Regions from separate parts of the Sus scrofa genome. Here region 2 is linked to region 1. Evidence: chromatin contacts called from public HiChIP or PLAC-seq data. All regions are on one chromosome and are shown on one strand. Each heading gives the region's core, a stretch centred on a gene start, on an enhancer-like site or on the middle of the called end of the contact. The rest is flanking DNA. Distances are from core to core; before and after follow the strand shown.

What was found. HiChIP or PLAC-seq counts read pairs in DNA pulled down with a chosen protein or histone mark.
Region 2: a contact with region 1 is called in an H3K27ac HiChIP or PLAC-seq map of skeletal muscle. The contact joins two enhancer-like sites. A contact is called at or near these places in 3 of 47 Hi-C or Micro-C datasets (embryonic fibroblasts, fetal heart ventricle and skeletal muscle) and 1 of 2 datasets of contacts at active chromatin or transcription factors (skeletal muscle).

The regions. Positions count from the first base shown.
Region 1 is chr13:12,358,615-12,361,779 of Sscrofa11.1, forward strand. The region is part of intron 1 of RARB (retinoic acid receptor beta); the gene reads left to right. Among named protein-coding and RNA genes, the nearest start is that of RARB, 24 kb to the left of the region's middle. Within about 2 kb of position 1,512, at least 43 of the 83 cell types and tissues checked have an H3K27ac peak or open chromatin away from gene starts, as enhancers often do. A contact at or near this core is called in skeletal muscle, where this site is marked.
Region 2 is chr13:12,427,068-12,430,232 of Sscrofa11.1, forward strand. All of the region lies in intron 3 of RARB (retinoic acid receptor beta), which reads left to right. Among named protein-coding and RNA genes, the nearest start is that of RARB, 92 kb to the left of the region's middle. Within about 2 kb of position 1,479, at least 3 of the 83 cell types and tissues checked have an H3K27ac peak or open chromatin away from gene starts, as enhancers often do. A contact at or near this core is called in skeletal muscle, where this site is marked.

The sequences.
Region 1 (3,165 bases), core at 262-2,761:
AATACACAGCCATACAGTTCTCAAATTTGAGTAAATAAGCTGGACCAGACCACACCCAGTGATGTTTCTAGCAGAGGAAGTAAATAAGGGAGGTGGAAGATGAGAAGTTCAAAAGCTGTGGGTTTTAGTGAATATACAGTAAGCCATTTAAATCTCTTTTGAAAGGCTGAGAGTAGAGTTGGGTTTAAATTTCCCAATTTGGGATGAGTAAAAAGGACCTACTGTTACAGGGACCTCTACTCAACATTCTTTAATAATCAATACCGGAAAGAATCTGAAAAGGAATGGCTATATGTATATGTATAACTGATTAAATTTTGCTGTATACTGAAACTAATGCAACATTGTTAAGTCAACTATACTCCAATAAAATTTTAAAAAATCGAATAATAATAAACAAATTAACCAATTCCAAGGTGCAGCTTCTGGGCCATCCCCTCCCCTGTAGTTTAGGAGAGGGGTCAATGAGTTCTGTTCTTGCACACTAAGCAAACACTCAGCTCCTACTGGGCACATAGTAAGTGCTCAGTAAATAACAGATGCTATTAGTTCAGTTCATCTGGTGCAACATTGAACCCTCTGCCAACTAAAATCCACTGCCAAAATTCCGTGGGAGAGGAGGAAGCCTTCTGGTGAGCACAAACACAGCACAGCTCTTAAGATCTTAATGCATTAAGCACTCAACAAGGTGGAGTATTTAGCCAGGACGTCTGCAAAGGGGAAGCCGACAGAGGTGCAGTGCCAAATTGACTCAGCAGATTGTCTGGGATTCCAGGGAGGTTAGGACAGTAAAAAGACATTTTTATGTCAGGGCGTTTCCGATGTTTAGTGTGCCATAGGAGTGATCTGGAGATTTTGCTAAGATCCCTGTTTTGATTCAGAGGCATTTCTAGGGTGGAGCTGAGAGTCTTCATTGAAACGGGTTCCAGGTGGTGCTGATGCTGCGAGCCCGACCGTGCTTTGGAAAGCAAGGTTCTCTTTAAGACCTTACAAATCAGCCTTTTTGCCCAGCCCTTCTTTTGTCCTCTGCCTGTGCTCAGCACCTGTTGCGTGTGTGGTCAGAATAGCAGGGATTCTCATAACCTAGCCCCAGCCCTGGGCCAGGATCCCGGGTGACCCGGGCAAACACACACTCCTTCAGGGTCACGGGCAGGTTACTGAGTCACGACTGCCAGGGCCCTCCCCTCCCCTCCCCTCCCCATACCCCGGGACTCATCTTGGAGCCGCTCAGTAATAACAAAGCCGGCCGCAGAGCAAGGCCGGGCAATTTCAAAGCCGAGTTTTTCTTGTTTGGCAATTACCTAATTTCAAAATACGATTCCCAGATTTGCAAAATCCCGTGTGTGCAACCCAACTGCTTCTCCTGAAAGATGATTAAAAGCAGGACGCCCCCTCCCCCCGCTCCCGGCAGGCGACTGGAAAATAAAATGAGCGGCAGGACGGAGCCCCCCATCCCCACCCCCACCCCCACCCCCACCCCCACCCCCAACGCCCACGCTCGGAGGCGCGTAAATTATATTTTCATAAAAGGGCCACGCGCGCACGCATGCGCACACTCGCGCAGCGGAGAATCTGGTTCTAATTACTTGTACTTTGGTTGAACTTTAGCGTTTCCTTTGACTTTTTCCCTAATGTATGTGAGCTGTGGGCCTTACGATCCTGCAGCGAATCCGCAGAAAAAGAGGGGAGAAAATCCAGACCGGCTCTCCTTGATGCCAACAAAAATGAAACCCAACTGAATGTTTTGACCAAATGCAACGCTTTGCTATTCTCCCTTAATTAGCTGAAATTACTCCCTCCCACAGGGTCCCGGAGCTCTGGGCTCAAAATTCCCCTGGGGCCATGCAGGAAATGCCTTTTGCTTTACAACTTCTTTTTCTTTTAAGGCTCAGCTGCCCAGAGAGTGCATTAAAATACTGTCTTAATCATCGAAGATTCTAGTAAAAAGGCAGGGCTTTCATAACGCAGGATGCCTGCCTGCCCGCCTCTAATCAGGCCCAACATAAAATCCTGAAGTCTGTCAACATGGCTTAGCCAGCCATAAATTAGTTCTCACAGAGAAGAAGAAAAAAAACAAAACAGTATTCTGGGCCTTCTCTTAAAAATGTTATCTGCTACTTAATCTAACCTTTAGAAAAATGCCAAGCATGTTAGGAATTGTGAAGGGAGCTATTGTTAGACTTTGTGTGTGTTTAAATGACACTCAGGTGTGTTGTAACAACAAGGACATTTATACTGTGTTTTCTCAGGTGAGTTAAGTTCGTGAGTGCCAAGTCCTCTTAACAGGCAACAGTATTTGGGGGGGGCTTTTATTTTGGGGGTGAATTAACCCCCAGAGTTGTGTCAGTGTTTAGGAAAGTGTGTCACTTAGCAGTGCTGGCATTCTGCTTTCCTGCAGAATCTCAGTTGGTGGAGATTTCATTTGGTTTGTTATTGTTTAGTCTGCAAAGCACCTCTGCATTTCGAGTCCTTCAGATCCGCTTCTCAGAGCGGCGACTGAGGCCTGGCCGGTTCTCCAGGAGATAGGGCAGCAATGAGAGCAAATGTTTAGAAACTTGTACAGCAGTTTGACAGCGTACTTTTATGTCTGATACAGCTCCGCAACCCACCGCTTAAGTTCTCAGCTTGTGTTTTGGGCATCTTTTTCTTTCTTTCTTTTTTTTTTTTTTTTTTGTCTTTTCTAGGGCCACACCTGTGGCATATGGAGGTTCCCAGGCTAGGGGTCTAATTGGAGCTGTAGCCGCCGCCCTACCCCACAGCAGCGTGGGATCCCAGCCAAGTCTGCGACCTACACCACAGCTCAGGGCTATGCCAGATCCTTAATCCACTGAGCAAGGCCAGGGATCAAACCTGCAACCTCATGGTTCCTAGTCGGATTTGTTAACCACTGAGCCACAATGGGAACTCCGGCATCTTTTTCTTAATTCCTTTTTTCTGGAGCTTCATTTTGTGTGTGTGTGTGTGTGTGTGTGTGTGTGTGTGTATGTTTCTAGGGATTTGTTTGTATTGATCTTATCAATCTCTGGGGTGGGGTGGGGAGAGAAATGGTTCTTCACCAGAGATAGTCTGAACATCACTAATTTAAAGCAAATGCCTTCCTCCCTGGGCCCGGAATTCTGCTGCTGGTTGCTGGTCTACACCACATTTTGAGGCGTTTAGCTTAAA
Region 2 (3,165 bases), core at 229-2,728, 68 kb after region 1:
CGGGGTGGGGGTGCTGTCCTTGCCTTCCCCCCCAATCCTAACTGCCCTCCCTCCTAATGTTAGTGCAAGTCCCCAGTCCCTGTGCCCAATGCACAGTGAGGCCAAACAAACCAAAACGTCAGAGTTGGGTGCACAGAAAGGTATTATATTGCAGGGCCATGCAAGGAAACAGGTGGCTTGTGTCCTCTAAATATTCCAAACTCCCCAAACCAAAATTGCAAAGTATGTTTAAAGGCAAGGCGAGGGAGGGGTGTGCTTGGTGCAGAAATCCTTTGTTCTTGTTGCCGTCCACAGAGGTCAGGTCACAATGTCCCTTTAAACCTCCAACAAGATACATGTTAAACTTCAGAGAGGAGCTAAATCAGAGGATACGGGGGATGGGCCTGCCCTGTTGGGTCCTTCTCGGTTACGCTAAGCACGCAATAAGCTTCTCCAGCAGGTACAGGTAGGGGTCACCCACCCACAGTGTGACACACTAGTGGCACCTCTGTTGGATGACTTTCAAAGTCAAACTTGTTTTGAGTTTAGGGTGTGTGTGTGTGTGTGTGAGAGAGAGAGAGAGAGAGAGGGTGGGGGGACAGGTGTTTTCTATACTGGTTGTGAGCATCCTGAGGGCAGGCACAGACTTTTTTTCTGGGTGCTCAGCTTACTGTCTTGTATTAAATGGATAGTGCTGGAATGTGTTGGAGGGAAAAAGAACTTGAGGAGTAGAGATTTTGAATCCAGAAATTTGATCTTCCCAAGAGCTAGAGATTCAGATCAATATATTGATATGTTGAACCCATTTCCCCCCTTTCCTTTTTGCTTCCTCCCCTAGTTTGCACCCTGTGAGTACTAGCATTTTGGCCCTTTGATGACATCAAGCCTTGCAATCATTTGTTCTATGGTGGATGCCACCAGATAGAACTTGCCAGTAGGTCCTAACAGAGAAGATTCACTTTCTCTCAAAACTGTACACATGTATACAGTATATTTCGTCAAGTCTGTAATTTCTTTCTTTCTTTTTTTTTTTTAAGGCTGCTCTTGCAGCATATGGAAGTTCCCAGGCTAGGAGTTGAATCAAAGCTGTAGCTGCCAGCCTGCACCACAGCCTCAGCAATGCCAGATCCAAGCCGCATCTGCAACCTACATCATAGCTCACGGCAACGCCTGATCCTTAACCCACTGAGCGAGGCCAGGGATCAAACCCACACACTCATGGATCCTAGTCGGGTTCATTAAACACTGAGCCATGACAGAAACTCCAAGTCTGTAACTTCTTAAGGTGCACTCTAATGTTATAAACCACTGGAAAAAAAAACCAAAAAAACCCCAGCCCCTTTAAACTAAGACACACCGAAGATTGAAGGCAGGTGGCAATGTCAGGGAAGGAGACGGGGGAAACCAGATATCAGCTCTGTAAGGAAAGGAAGCGTTTCACATTCTAGGCTGGAAATATCCTCTGTTTTCATCTTGAGCTATTCTTCATTCTGCTTTAAATAGATATTGATGATAAAACCTCAGTGCCCAAAGACAATTCCTAACACAGAGAGTTGGCTGAATAAGTATGCAAGTACCTCTCAAATAGCTGGCAGAGAGCCCTTTGTTTGGAAACAGATGTCTCCGTGAAAATAGCAACGCAAAATTCCCCTGCAGTCCCTGTGTTCTGGGCAATGAACATGTCCCTGTAAGTACTTTCTCCCAGTGGCAGCAGTTCTCTGGAGGGTGACCCCCTAAATTGCTCAATAAATCTGTGCATACAGTTCAGTTTGGAATTTGCCCTTCCTAGAGTGGTGCTGAGCACTTAAACCCGTCTGCCATCAAGAATATGGACCATCGTAGTGTGGTTATTTTCCTGTCCTTCTCTCTTTCACACTGGAAAACAAAGAGTTTTGTTGATCTAATGAACAAGGCTAATGGAGACAAGCATCTTTTAGTGCCGGAACCAAGAAGAGAACATTCTATTTCCTCAAGAGAAGTGTTTTTGTCCCAAATTTACACTTGCTTGTCCCCAAACTTCATTTCACCAATATAACGTACCACTGTGACTTTAAAAAAAAATTGATTGTTTTATTTTCAAAGTGATTTTAGGGATTGTTTTATTTTCAAAGTGATTTTAGAACAGAAATATTCCATTTTGATGTTTGAGGATCCAAGTCCCCTCTTCTTTGCTTGTTTCTTTTGGGAGTGTTTAATAACATCACTTGGTTGGACTTAGACACAGCATTTTGATTCAGCAACACTGTTTAAATCTTTAAAAAGGAGGAAGGGATTTCACTGGCCTTTCACAATGGACCCACTCAGAAGGCAGCTGTGACATAGCCCTTCCAAAGGGAAAGATAAAAATTGTTTCTAGTAAACTCTGTCAACTCTAGGATTTAATGAGGACAGAAAGAGAAATAAGTAGGAATGGTAATGCGTGAAGGATTCCCACTTTGTGGCTTGGAAGTGTCGGGACAAAGCGCTTGAGCAACTTTGAATGGAAACTTGGAGGTGGTGCCCTAGGACTCGGAGCTCTCAAAGATGTGAAAATATGCAGCTCTGAGTGCTTTCCCTCCCCCCAGGAAGGGAGACGTCAGGACTTCCTCCTGCTTTCTGGGGCCTAGCCAGTACTTGGAGGTGATCACAGGAGGGTGATGGGATCTAAGACGGCAGAACGCAAACCCCGGTGTGGTTTTGCAAATAGTGCCTTTGCGTGGTTCTGTGTTCTTGCATAATAGAATGATGTTCATCAAATTGAATTATGGTTCTTTACTCCACCAGAAAAGCAGACATTAAAAGGATCAAAAATACCAAGTGTTGGTGAGATGTGAATGATGCAGCTGAACTCTCATGCATCACTGGTGGAAGTAAAACTTGAGACAGAGTTTGGAAAACTGTTTGGCAATATCTACCAAAGGTAAACATACGGTTACCAAATGCAAGTTTGTATGCCTGATGCATGGTGAGGCCAAACAAAACAAAATGTTGGAGTTAGGAGCAGAGAAGGGTTTATTGCAGGGCCAAGCAAGGAGAACGAGGGGCGCATGCCCCCCAAACCCTGAACTCCTCAAAGGGTTTCAGCAAAGCATTTTTAAAGGCAAAGTGAGGGAAGAGCATGGTTGCTTTTGCAAACTTCATGTTGGAATCCTTTGTTCTTGCAGCTGTCCAGGTAGGTCAGGTCACAATGTTCCTGTAAACCTCCAA